Linked DNA regions of Ovis aries: region 2 is linked to region 1. The links are chromatin contacts, called in public Hi-C maps. All regions are on one chromosome and are shown on one strand. Each heading gives the region's core, a stretch centred on a gene start, on an enhancer-like site or on the middle of the called end of the contact. The rest is flanking DNA. Distances are from core to core; before and after follow the strand shown.

Evidence for each region. A called contact is a pair of places that touch in the nucleus more often than the background predicts.
Region 2: a contact with region 1 is called in a Hi-C map of muscle, with 2.2 times the contacts expected there. The contact joins the enhancer-like site here to the promoter of ZNRF1 in region 1. A contact is called at or near these places in 3 of 16 Hi-C or Micro-C datasets (blood, muscle and tail adipose tissue).

The regions. Positions count from the first base shown.
Region 1 is chr14:1,850,792-1,857,761 of ARS-UI_Ramb_v3.0, reverse strand. It overlaps ZNRF1 (zinc and ring finger 1), which reads right to left and starts at 5,238. Exons shown (of 5, transcript XM_027977626.2): 1 at 4,285-5,238. The coding sequence starts at 4,708.
Region 2 is chr14:1,881,749-1,888,134 of ARS-UI_Ramb_v3.0, reverse strand. All of the region lies in intron 1 of ZNRF1 (zinc and ring finger 1), which reads right to left. Among named protein-coding and RNA genes, the nearest start is that of ZNRF1, 32 kb to the right of the region's middle. Within about 2 kb of position 1,449, at least 8 of the 54 cell types and tissues checked have an H3K27ac peak or open chromatin away from gene starts, as enhancers often do. A contact at or near this core is called in muscle, where this site is marked.

The DNA.
Region 1 (6,970 bases), core at 3,989-6,488:
AAATGATCTTCTCAAGGGAACCCTACTTTTCTTTTATAGCAAACAATCCCTCATGGTAACAGAGAACTAAAAACTCTGCTTTGTAAAAAGTCTTCCAAAAAAAAAAAAACACTAGTCTTCATTAAGAATAGAACTTTTGCAGGGCAAGGACTCATCCTGCTACTTGGAGGCCACAGAATGGTTTTCCTTCTCCAGAATCCATGGCAAGGACCATTACATCCAGCACACCTAGAGTGAGGCACAAAGAGGCTTTCTGATCTACTCCAATGGGATTGGCAACTCTCTCTATTTAAGAATAGAGAAGATCAAATCACTTGAGAACCCCAGAATGCCAGCAACAGAACCCATGAGATATCCTGCTGGCAGGTTCAAAGACTTAGCAAAAGTCACCTTCTACTGGCCCCTTCGATGGCCTGGTGACAAGACAGAACAGTTTAGTTTCCTGAACACATACGTGTATACATATATGACTAAGAAGGCGGAGGGAAATCTCTATGACCGGCCATTTATACTCAGGCCCAGGAACGGGCAACCTCTTCCTTTCAACATGCTGGGTCTCTATATTTCCCCCCTACATTTGGCAATCTGCATTCTGAATTAAACAGGACTATAAAAGGATGACCAGACCTCCAGAATACCACCCAGACAACCATAAGAGGAGTGAAAAACCTTATAGCAAAACACATTTTAATGTGGAAAAGAAGGGACTTGGATTCTATTAGGCGGCTCTTCTCAAACGGCATTTGTTAACTACAGATGGCCCCCTCAATACAGGTCAGATTTCAGCAGAGGGCACTTGCTTTCATTCTGGACAAAGAGTCCCCACGATTCTAAGTCTCTCTCTGCCCAGCAGATTCTGAGGAGGTGAAAGAAGGCAGAGAACTACGGAAGTGACCCCTGTAAGATAAGAACTTCCCACTGCAAGTTACTTGGCTTTCGTAAACAGCCTCTCGTGAGGCCACAACAGTCACCCGGTAAGGTGGGCAGAGAAGGTATGATCTCCATTTTAACAGGTGGAGAAACGGTTAACTTCGAGGTGAAAGGACTCACCTGCACAAGGTCACAAGTCAGGCAGTTAAGGAGCGGCCCAAGCAGGAAAGGAGCCCAGCCCTCTGACAAGCAGGCCAGGGAGATTTCCACAAGGCTCCCCAGCTTCCTCTGTTTTAGGATGAGAGGAAGCAGAGGGTAATGGCTAAGAGGTCAAATGGATTCTGACGCTGGCAGGCCTACACTGCAATCCCAGCTCTGCCCCCCATTAGCTGTCCGGCCTTGTGGGGGTTCCTTAATCTCCCTCTACGCCTCAGTTTCCTCACCTGTAAAATGGGAATAAAAACATTTTACCTCCTACTGTTACAGTGATGAGTAATGACATGATGGATATACAGCATTCAAATTCACTCACTCAACAAATATTTGTGCCTGGCACACAGAGTGCAGGAGTTACAACAGTGGTCAAGAGGCACAGTCCTGCGCTCATGGAGTAAAACTTCAGATGACGTAAACAGAAAGAGTAAACGGATAAATAAAGCGTGTTAAGTGCTATTAAGGCAACAGGTGAGTGATGGAAGAGACTCACAGGAGGGAGGCAGTTTTTAAGAGTGGTCCCTGAGGAGAAATTTAAGGTAAGCCTCAAGGGATCATAAAAAGTTATCCATGTACAGAATGGACAGAAAAGCATTCCAGGCAAAGGGAGCAGAGGGTGCAAGCTAGGGTCACGACCCCGGCGAGGGCAAATGTGACTGCCATGTATTGTCACAAGATTTGGGGAACAGCCTTTACAGGCTGTTATCTGTATTTTTAAAATAACCAAGACAAGACTCAAAAGAGGTGAGGTGTCTCGTCCACGGTCCCAGCTCCTGGGACCCTAGCATTCTGCCCCTTGACACCGTGTCAGCTCAATCCCTCTGAGGAAGCCTCGTGCTCACTGAACTCCCCTACTTGCTTCTCAGACGTCTGTTTTTTGTGCCCATGAAGAGATCCAAAAGCACCTTGGAAACACAAACAACATCACAACAACTTCAGACACCTAGTCAACCGTGCCCTGAAACCCTTACTCCTCTGCTCCTCAGACACGAGAGTGAGAACTGCTGGGACCTTACCCAAAGGCCCCACGACGGAAACAAGTTTCTTGTCTCACAGCAAGCGAGCAGTGAACAAGAAAGGAAGGGGATGTCCTGGAAGGAAGGGCTTGTGGCCTATTTCAGAAGGTGAGGAGAACCACCACTGCAGAAGAACAGAAGCATCAAAGTTCCTCTCAAGTGCGCTGCACAGGAAAAACTAATTATTTCACTTGCATAAAACAACAAATCCCTAAGGCAGTGGTTCTCAAGCCCCAACCAGGAGCGCTCTGAAATTTGTGGGGGCGCTGAATGGGCAGAGCCCGGCATGTTCAATGCCTGCAAAGGCCAGGATGGCCCTATGATGACCAGATTACCCGAAATATTAACAGCAGCCCCCCCCAACACACACTTCAATGTCAATCCCTCAAGGGATTAATATGCTTCAACTTTCCCTGTAGTCCCTGGTTCAGCAGGTCTTCCTAACCTCTAGCTGGAAAAAGGAAAAAAAAAAAAATTAACGTTTTACAGCTGAAGAGTCTGAATTTTAGAATCCAAATGCAAGCTCATAACTCTGGCATGGAACCTGGTGGCGGAATAAGGAAAAAGAACTTTCTGGTAAAAGAAAAGAAATTTGAGTGGAAAAAGGGAACTCCTACTCTAAGATTACATTCCTGCAACACACAAAATTCTACCTGTGACTTTTGAGAACTGTCTTATAGTGCTTTTCTGTTTAAACTCAGACACTAATGACAGCTTTCTTAAAAACTTAACTACAATCACCTCAAAAATACACCTGACCCTTTCTGGACCAAATTTTATAAGGAAGATTACTAAGTTTAAGATGTCTAAAGCTGATCAAATGATGTCTGAAAGTGCCAGAGGTAATCACACCCTACATCTCTTCAGGGCAGTGTCCAAATTATATCTAGAAGTCTGTTCAGGGATTAAAATTCCATCCTAGCAATTAAAAGCCACTTTCAAGGATTACCCTAAATTAGTCACTATTCCTCCCGAAAACTCATTTCACAATCGGTTTAAAGAACTGAAAAAAAAATTAACATTATTTCCAGAAATAGAGATCCAAAGTGTCTCCCCTATTTCACAAGAGCAAGCAGTGATCCAACAGATAAATCCTCCATAGAGCAATCTTTCTTCTACACAGTATCTAAATTTTCTGAAGTCGCCCAAAGGAGTCTGAATATGTTAACTTCTTTACTCCAACTCGCCAATTAGTAAATAGCAGCCCCACACCCCTTCTGACCAATTTTCTGGAGGCCTAACCTGGTTTCTCAGGTTAGCTAAGCAGACAGACCTGTTTTCCTCCAGAAGCTCCTGCCAGTGTCTTTTCTGCCCTGCCAGAGTCTAGGAAATCCTCCTCCAGCTTTTTGCTGACCTGTCACCAGAAGTTCACAAAATGAATTCATCCAGGTCCTTTGACTCCTCCTTTCCCCCCGACATGTGCCAACAGCAGTGCAAGAGAACTGCCATGTCTTGGTCACAAGAAGATGCAGAATACCCAAGCACTTCAGCATGGAGGAGAAGAAGAAAGATGGAGGGATCCAAGAGACACTGAGCCAAGGCTGCTACTGCATGCAGCACGGGTAACCAGGGCCCCAGTCACGCAAAGCCTCCCAGGGAGGCTCCCTGGCTGCGCCCTCCGACCAGCAGGCCACACCTGTCTATGGCAGCAGCCTGTCGGCCGCTCCATTTTAAACAATTCAGATTTCCAGCACAGCCGCAAAACTGGGCACCCACTTCTCCAGCAAGAGCAAGTGCCCTCATCCAAACCCCACTTGGCCCCAATCTTCTCTTCACATCCTTTGTCTGAGATGCTCGGTCCAATTGGATCCCTTCTGTGTTACCGGTGCACCCAGCACAATGCAGCAGTAACAGAAAGGAAGCACGGAGGCCGACTTGCGACCAGCCAGACTTCTCTGAGGACGGGGAGGCCAATGAATGAGACTTCAACAGGCATCCACAAGTGAACCAACGCCTGAAGTCCTCACACACCTGGCTCTCCTCGGCCTCTCAGAAAGCCTCATTTCTAGAGAGTGGGTATTCCATTCATCCCTTGGCTTCGGGAACCAAGAGGACGACAGCCAGATCCAGGTACCGCACTTTTACCTCCAGACCTTTTGCGTGCACGCGTGCGAAGGTGCGGGGCACCTCGGCGCGCCCTCCCTGGCACCCCACCCTCCGAGGCCTCTGGCGCCCGCGGACTCACCACTGTGCGAGCTGAACCACCGGGGTGCGATGTGCAGAGGTAGAGCATCCGCTAGCGAGGCTCGGGAGCCCAGGTACAGCATCCCGTCTCTATGGTGACCGCCACCCGTCTCCTGGTAACCATTGCCGTGGGCATAGGTGGAGTCGGACGTCGACCCTCCGCTGCCGGGCGCCCTCTCGGCGTCGCCGGTCCCTCGGGAGGCGGGGGTGTAGAGGCCAAAGGGCACCCCGCTGGCCGTGCTGGGGTCCATGCCCATGCCCGCCACGGAGCTGACCGAGCGGCTGCGGAGCCCCATGGCCCCGCCGCCCGCCCGGTAGTGCCCGAAGTGGGGCGCCCCTCCCGGCGGGGGCACGGCGCTGTCGTCGGTGGAGACCCCCGGGAAGGGGCCGCGCGAGCGGGCCGCTGTGCTCTGCTTGCCGCCCATGCTCGCCCGGGCCCCGGCGGGGCGGGAGCCTGCAGGCCGAGACCCTCCCCCTGTCCTCAGCGGCGGGGGCAGGGCTGGGCGGGCATACGGGGGAGCAAAAAGGAGACCGGAGGGGAAGGGAAAAAGGAAAAAGAGAGGACCCGAGCAGGACCCAGACTACGGGCTGCAGGCGTCCCGAGCCCGGCGCATGATTCCCCTCAAGGTCCGGAGAGGCGAGGCGCGCGGGCTCGGCGCGCCCCAGGCCGCCCCCGGGCTCCCGAGGGCCGGGCGCCGCGGGGAGGAGGCCGCCCGCCCGGCAGCGGCCGCCGGAGGAGGAGGGCGGGGGCGCCGGCGCGTGCCGCCTCAAGACGCCGCGGCCGGGACGGCGGCCCGGACCCCCGAGGCCCGGGCGGGCTGCGGCGCCGGCGGCCCGCGGAGCTCGCGAAGCCGCGCTCGCGTCGCGCTCTCGGCCCTGCCGCGCGGGCCCCGCCGGCCGCGCCGCTCGCTCCCGGGCTGCGCTCGCCGGCGCTCCTCGCCGCCGCGGAGACAATGGAGGGCGGCAGCGCGCAGGCGCGGCGGCGCCCCCGCCCCCGCCCCCCGCGTTAACCCCTTCGCGGCCCGCGCGGCGCCGGGCGGGGACTCGGGGCGTGGACGCCTCGCCCGCCCCGCCCGGCCCGGCCCTGCCCTGTCCGATGGCCCCGGGGCAGGCGTGGTCCGAGCCGCTGGAGCTCAGGACCAGAGGCGACGCGGCACCTTTAAGCCCCCAAGAGCAGCTGGTCATTCAGGGGGAATCCCCCCGTGGGCGGAGGGGCGGCGGTGGTCCAAAGGGTGGGAAAGAAACCCGGGGAAGAAGAAAAAGGACTCCAGACGCCTACCTAGCCCCGAGGGTCACTGGTCAAGCTCCCTTCCCGGCACGAATTTGCCCCCGCAGCACCCTCTGGTGGACTTGCTGTCCGTTCTATCTGAGGTTCAATGTCCTGGAATCCCCAACACCAGGAAGTTTAGCGTTTTGGGGCTCGATAGTTTTTCCGGGATTAAACAGGGCTGGGGGGTGTGTAGGGGGGGTGTTGCTTGTGATTTCAGATTTTGCTGCCAATAGATCAGAACTTCCTATTTTGGACTTAAGCAAATGGGTAGATCCTTAAGATAAAATGCGACTCTGAAAATCATCAGGTGTACGATTAAAAAAAAATAACAGACGTGGAAATCTAATAATGCAGCTAGAACTAGTGATTTTAGAAACTCCCTGGTTCAAGGAAGGACTCCTGTTTTGTTTACCGTTTATCCAGGTATGCATCGCAGGGCCTGGGACACAGCAGGTACCCAATATTTGCTCACCGAGTCTGCGTTTTGCAATGTCTCCCTCACATATTCACATTCACTCACTCATTCCATTCTTTCGTTCATTCATTTGTTCAACAGCTATTTTTTTAAGTGCTGAGTGCTGCCTAGGACTGTCTGTCACTCAGTCCCTGGTCTAACTGACTTCCTTGTTCTAAATGTCAGATACTTCCAAATCAAGGAGCCAAAACAGGGTGCAAAGAAATATTAAAACTGAAAAAAGAAAGGTTGATCTGTCATAGGTATTGATTGTCTCAGTGTGACCAGCTTGGAAGGAATAGGCGGCCTTTGCAAGCAGCAAAAAGCCCTGCAGAAGGAAGTTGAGATTTCTGTATGAGAAATGATGAAGGAAAAAACAATGTTTTAATACCCAAAACATTATCTGTAAGTTTCCAAATGGGGAATTTGTATACAGCTAAGATCCAAATGAGTGATTTGAAGAAAAACAAGAAAGGTTAAATTTAACCCAGTTTCCTCCCTGAAGAAAGAAGACAGGTAGTTCAGTACTGTGCAGAAAAGAGGATACCCTCCCCAGATCTCTACTGAGGAGATAAATATATAATCCATAAGAATTATAACCATCTAACTAGCTTTTGATTTACCTATTCATTCAACACTTTTTTTTAAAAGTTGAACAAAATATAAACCTTTTTTTTTTTTTTTTTTTTCTTTACTGGGAGGCTTGTGGAACCTTAGTTCCTTAACCAGGAATCCAACCTGGGCCCCCAATGGTGAAAGCAGAGTCCTAACCACTGGACAGCCAGGTAATTCCCAAAATATGAATTTCTAATAAGTGCCAGGTATTGCACTAGGTTCTGGGATATGACAGTGAGCAAAACAAATGGAGTCTTGTTCTCACAGGGCTTCAGAAGAAACACTAACCTAAATGTTCATCAACTGGTGGATGGGTAAAGCAAATGTGATATATTCATACAATGGACA
Region 2 (6,386 bases), core at 200-2,699, 34 kb before region 1:
TACTGGAGAACAAAAAGAAAGAACTGGAAATCCCCAAGCACCAGAAACCAAGAGAACTGAAAAGAGAAAGTGACGGTGGGGAGGAGGCTGGTCTCCTCATGCTACAGAGAAAAAAGGCCTCTCCTGAGCTCTGTAGCTGCAGGCTTGCACCTCCTACTCTGGTGCCCATGAGCTCGCAGTCAAAAATTACAAAACACACGGGAAAACCACCCACCAAGAGCAGGGTACCAAAACAGTACAATCTGACAGATACTGTGGATACGTACACCTTAACTTTTAAATTGCTCAGGAAAAATTATACATGAGAGAGGTAAGGGCGTGAGAACGAAGAGAGTTCAAATATGACAAAACATTAATTGGCTGGATCTAGGTGAGGGGAATGAATATAGGTGTTGGCAGTCCTGTTCTTTAAGTCTTCTGTGGGACTGAAATTTTTCAAAATAACAAGTTGGGGAAAAGAAAAGCATTATCTTATACATTTATAAACTTTTATGTTTATATATCAAGGTAAGTAAATATGGTAATGAGTGTGGGGGTTAGAAAAGAATGGAAGAACTGGAAGCAATTAATGAAAGATTTAATGTGGTTTCAATCCAACTAACTTATAGAAAAAAAGAAGTCCCCAGGAGATCATTTGAGGGAGAGTTAGTTCATTTACTTCAGGAGAGCTCATTTCCATACTACTTAAGACAGAGCTGATAAAAGTATGCATTTGTATCGGATCATCTAAGGAAATGTAATTGCCAACTTCAGCAAAAGATCTAAGAATAATGTTTTCACTAGATATTCTACTGCCATGAATCCCGAATACTAAATTAGCAAAAGGCTTCCTATGTGAATGTGGAAGTGATTTTTTAAGAGAGAAACAGTATAAGAGGATAAAAAAAATAATTTCTTCTACGGATTAAAAGACTTGTGGGACAGCAAAGCAGAACCTGGGACAGGCAACTCTATGCAGGAGGTAGACTGCTTAATGCTGGGAGACTTGGTCGGCGGGTAGGAGAGAAGACGGGAGGCATGGAGCTGCTTTTGGGGGTTAAGCTGATGGTGATGATGGCTGCACAATTCTGAAAATACTAAAAGAATTGTATACTTCAAATAGATGAACTATATATAAATTGTATCTCAATTAAGTTGTGAAAATGCATATACTAGAAAACAAAAATAACGGAAAATCGTTCGCGAGAGTGTCCAACTCAAAAACCGAGGAAAGAACTATAGAGTAAACCCAAACAGAAGGAAAGGGAGGACAAACTGCAAAAAAAAAAAAAAAAAAAGCACTCGGCAGAAAACCACCATGGTGTTTAGGCAGAAAAAAGATCAGTGGTGGCAGGGTAACTTAGAGAGAAGCTGAGCTTCTGAGCACAAGGCCACACACAGCACGGCGCAAGCGGACCGACAAGGAGCCTCCCGCCTCGGGACACTCGAGAAAAGCACCACCATCGCACCGCCCACACCCTACCCCGATGCCATTTACTTGCTAGAATTTGACCCGTCCATACACCGCCTCCACGGCCTCAAGTTGCTCTTTCCAAATTAGCCCTTGGACGGGGCCCAGGTCATCTCTCTGGACCCTGCTGTGAGGAGAGCCAGGTATTCAAGTTTTCTGAGCTCTAACTGATGAAAGCAGGCCCTCATTGGTTTGGAAAGTCTCCAGCCTCCACTCCTGAGAGCAAAGACGGCTCTGAGAGGACCTTCTCGAGCCCAGGGAAAGCATCTACAAGTCACAGCAGAGCACTTTCAGAGGCGAAAGTTTACGAACATTCCCCTTAAAATCCCTCTGCGGTCAGGAACAAATCAAGGGCATCCGCCGTAACTACTTCCATTCGGTGGTGTGTGAGCCGGCTGAGACAGCACAGTGTTAAAGGCTGGAGCGTGGCCCTCCTAAGTCCCATGTGGAAGTCTGAATGCCCAGTAACCCTTAATATGACTGTCTTTGGAGACGGGGCGGTGAAGGAGGTCACTAAGGTAAAATCAGGCCATTAGCATGGCCCTAGTCCAACATGAGTCGTGTCCGTATGCCAAGTGGGACCAGCGCACACACACACAGGGAAGGCCATGTAAAGACACAGACCATCCATAAGCCAAGGGGCGAGGGTCAGAAGAAAGCAACCCCGTGGACATCCTGATCGTAAACCGCCAGCCTCTGGGACTGTAATAAACTTCTGCTGTCTAAGCCGCTCAGTTGGTGGGACCTTGCTATGGCAGCCCTAGCAACCTAACAATGTGACAGAGACAAAAGATACAAGGACAAGAAGGGAAGAGACACCACTGTAGTATGATTATCTGCATGAGGAAAGCAGGCGAATCTACAAAACTGCGAGAACTAAGAAATGCTAAGAAAAGCTGCCAGATGTGAGATCTACACACAAGAAAGTCAACAGCACTCCTCCCAAAGCGCTAACGACAGTTAGAGAACAAACAGTTACCATAATTAACTGTCCCTCACTGTGCAAATGGGTAAAGAAACTGAACTATACTTATCCACAGATCAAGGGGACACTACAAAACAGTTATCTCTAAAATAAAGAGGCTGGATTTGCACAGATATATCTCAAAAACACAACTCTGAATTTTAAAAAAAAAAAAGGCAAGTTACAAAGAAATAGATATTCTATCTATTCATTTTTAATACCCACAAATCATGGAGACCCATGTAAGTACAAGTGCAGATAAACCCACAGGCAGGGTGTTTATGTTAGACATTTCATCTTGGTGACAGGCACACAGATGTTTGCCATATCATTTTCTGTACTGTTCTATATATTTGAAAGACTTCATTTTTTGGATAGAAATACTCTTTGAGGTCCAGATGAATACAAACTTAAAAAACTTCTAAGGAGTTCATGATTTTAAAAGACCCACAGTACTCTTCTCTACTATCCGTACACATATGCTTTCTTAGGAGACTCTTAAAGCTCACTCCCATACTGTTCCTACCCAGCAGGAAGATAAAACCAGCAGAGAAAACAATTTAAGGTTTCAAGACATCTAATTTTTAAGTCAGAATAAAAACCAACTTTAGGCAGTGCCCTTGCTTGTGGCTAGTGTGATCGCCGATAATCTGAAAGGTGCCAGGGATATAAATACACCACATTCTCCACTTGGGAGCGCTCAGTGAGGTCATTAAAGAGAATTTTCAGCCAAGTCAAAGGATTACAGGCACCAGGTTCATGTCAAATCAGGACCATAACTGGGATACCTTGGATGAAGCCAGGGACTGATAATGTCAAGGAATCTTTACAGCTAGGTTAAAAAAGAAATCTTGGATCCAGGAAAACCTGCACTGGCCCCTCCTATGCTTATTAGCAGTCACCATTCCCCACTCATCCATCCTCTCTCTATGCCTAGGACAATGACTTCAGTGCCTACTCCCAGCCTTTTCCTAAGAGGGGAAAAAAATCAAGAATGCCTAATAAAAAACTGTAATGAGAAGGGCAGAGAGAGTTCATGCGTTTAATTTTAGGTCAGTTACCAGGTTTTTCTTGAGCTCTGGCCAGGGTTATTCTGGTACTGGCATGGAGGAACCTATTTTGCATGGGTGCGGGTTAGATTAAAAACAAAGAAACAAACGTCTCACAACAGGCGCTCAAACTACACACCCCTCATGGAGTCCCTGAGGCCTCCAGACAAGCACTGCCCACTGAGCCAGCCAGGGCACCTGCCAGAGACCCTGCGAAAGATGAGGGTTTCCCATGGTACAGAGAGGGACAAGGGAGGCAGCTCATAGAACCACTGCTTCAAATCCTCTGCCACTGCCTCCTTCAGATGAAGTACTAAGCAAAGTTGGAGAAAAAACATCTCACAACGCTGGAGAAAAAAAAAAATCCCACTATCAACAGGCCGGTGGGTGACAGAGAACATGTTAAGCTCCCCTTGAAGAATAAAATATGAAATAACAGATAACGTCCTTAAAATATCGCTACTGCATATGTCACTCTTGGTACATTCATTACATTTACAGCCCTTTTTTCCAAGGGAAAACAGAACGTCCATCAAACAATTTGATCCTTGCAAAATCAGTGGCAGCAGACTGAGTCACCAGGATAAGGGGCCTGTTCTTTACCCAGCAAGGCTGATGGTTAAACCATGCAAGAGACTTCTAAGGATTAAATTCTGAAAGTCAAGATCTGGGTTTTAAAACATGCAACGGTGCCTTCTGATTCACGCAGATTCTTTGGAAACCAGAACTCCATTTGAGATCCTCCTCTCTCCTATCTGCTCCGTTCTATACTGTCTCTCTGAGTAGAGCATAAACTCCATGAGGGACAGAACCACGTTTTATCCATTTTTGCAGATCTGTTAGGGCCTAGAAGGATACCCTGCCTACAGTCAAATGCTCAAACAAACATAAGCTGGGTTTAAGCAAATCTGGCCCAAAGAGGCCTGATGAAAGGGAAGGAAGATAAAAACTACTGTCTGGAAGGCAGCCTGTTCAAAAGAACTACACATTTAAAACGTTAAAAGATGAACAGCCTTCCTCTGCAAGACACAGATAAAGTGTTCCTCTAAGTTAAATTGAGGAAGGGAAATACCAGTTTCCTCTGGCAAGCTTCTGAAAAGATAAAAGCATCTCTGCTTTGAGTGATAATGTGTTACAGGCTTAGGCAAGAACAGGTGGAAAAAAAAAATCTGATAAAACCATGGAGCTGCTGGTTACTCAATGAAGGGGGAACCGGAACTGGCCAGGCCTCTTCACAACTCATGGCTACACAGGGTGGCTTTAACATAAGGAAGGCTCAAAAAGAACAGAGAAGATAAAGCCATTATCCTCAACTTGTCCTTTATTGCAGATGCTCTCTTACCCCTATTAAGCATTTATGGAGTGCCAGCTACTGGTGAGACATCCAGGTGAAGGGAAACACCCCAGCTATCACTGTTCTGGAGCTGGCCTTGGCTTGTGTTCTCATTAGCTGCTCAACCTGCCGTACGCCTAAGCTGGAGAGAGGCCAGCACAGCAAGCGTCTCTCAGGAGTCATTCATTATAACCTATCAAAGAGCAGAGTCAGTTTCACTTTCTCTCTGAGAAGTCACAAAGACTCCTGAACGAAAAATATCAGGATTCAAAAACAGAGGACTGTTTTGCAGAAATCGAGAAGCTGATCCTAAAAATTGATGGAGACACAAGGACCTGCTATTGCCAAAATGATTTTGAAAAAGAACAAATTAGAAGAACATCCACTACCAGATTTCAAAACTTCACCATAAAGCTGTACGTAACTAGGATAATGACAGACATATAAGTCAATGGAACAAAACTGGATCTAGAAATACACCTTTACGTTTACAGCCAGTTGATTTTGCCATGGGAATTCAGTGGGGAGAAAGAACGGCCTTTTTAACAAGTGGTGCTAAGATCACTGAATGTACAAGTGGCTCTTTAAAAAAACCACGGAACTTGCACCTGTACTTCGCACTACACCCCAATATTAACTCAGAAGGGAACAGAAACATATGTAAGAGCTGAGACTATAAAACTCCCAGATGAACACACAGGAGAAAAATCTCAGTGACCGTGAACTAGGCAAAGATCTTTCTACATATGACACCAAAAGCATGATCAATAAAAGAAAAACCTTGATAAACTGGACTCAGTCAAAATCTGAAATACTTAAAACACCATAAGAAAATGAAAGGACAACTCACATATTGGGAGAAAATATCAAATCACATATCCAGAATACACAGGGAATTCAGTGTACAACTCAATCAGACAACCCAACTGAAAAACCAGATAAACAAATGGGCAAAGACATGAGTAGACATTTCACCAAAGAACATACATGAATTGACATGGAGCACACGAGAAGAGGCTCAACACCATCAGTCACTGGAAAAACGCAAATTAAAACCACGCTAAGACGCCACTCGCCATCTACTAGAGTAGCTATAAACTCGTACGGCTGACGACGCCAGGGGTTTTGAGGATGTCACAGAATTGGCACACCCCCGACCCCAATCCATTGGCTGGAACGTACAGCCACTCTGGAAGAGTCTGTCAGATTCTTAAAAGGTTGAACAAAGAACTGCCACGTGGAAACACATGTCCACACAAGAACCTGTGCATAAATGTTCACAGCAGCAGCATTCATAACTGCCTTAAAGAAAAAACAATCCAAGTGTCCACCACCTGACGAGTCAAGAAAATGCGGAAAATTCACAATGGAATACAACTCAGCAATAAGGAGGAGCACCACCCTCAATGCGGACAAACCTGAAAGAAGGAAGCCAAATGCAAACGTGCATATTGAATGATTTCATTTACAGGAAATTTCCAGAGAACACCAGTCCAGGGCAGCAGGTCAGCGGGACTGAGCAGGGATCGACTGTAAGCAGACAGAATGTTTGGGGGGATAGAAATGTTACAATATTGGATTTCAGTGATA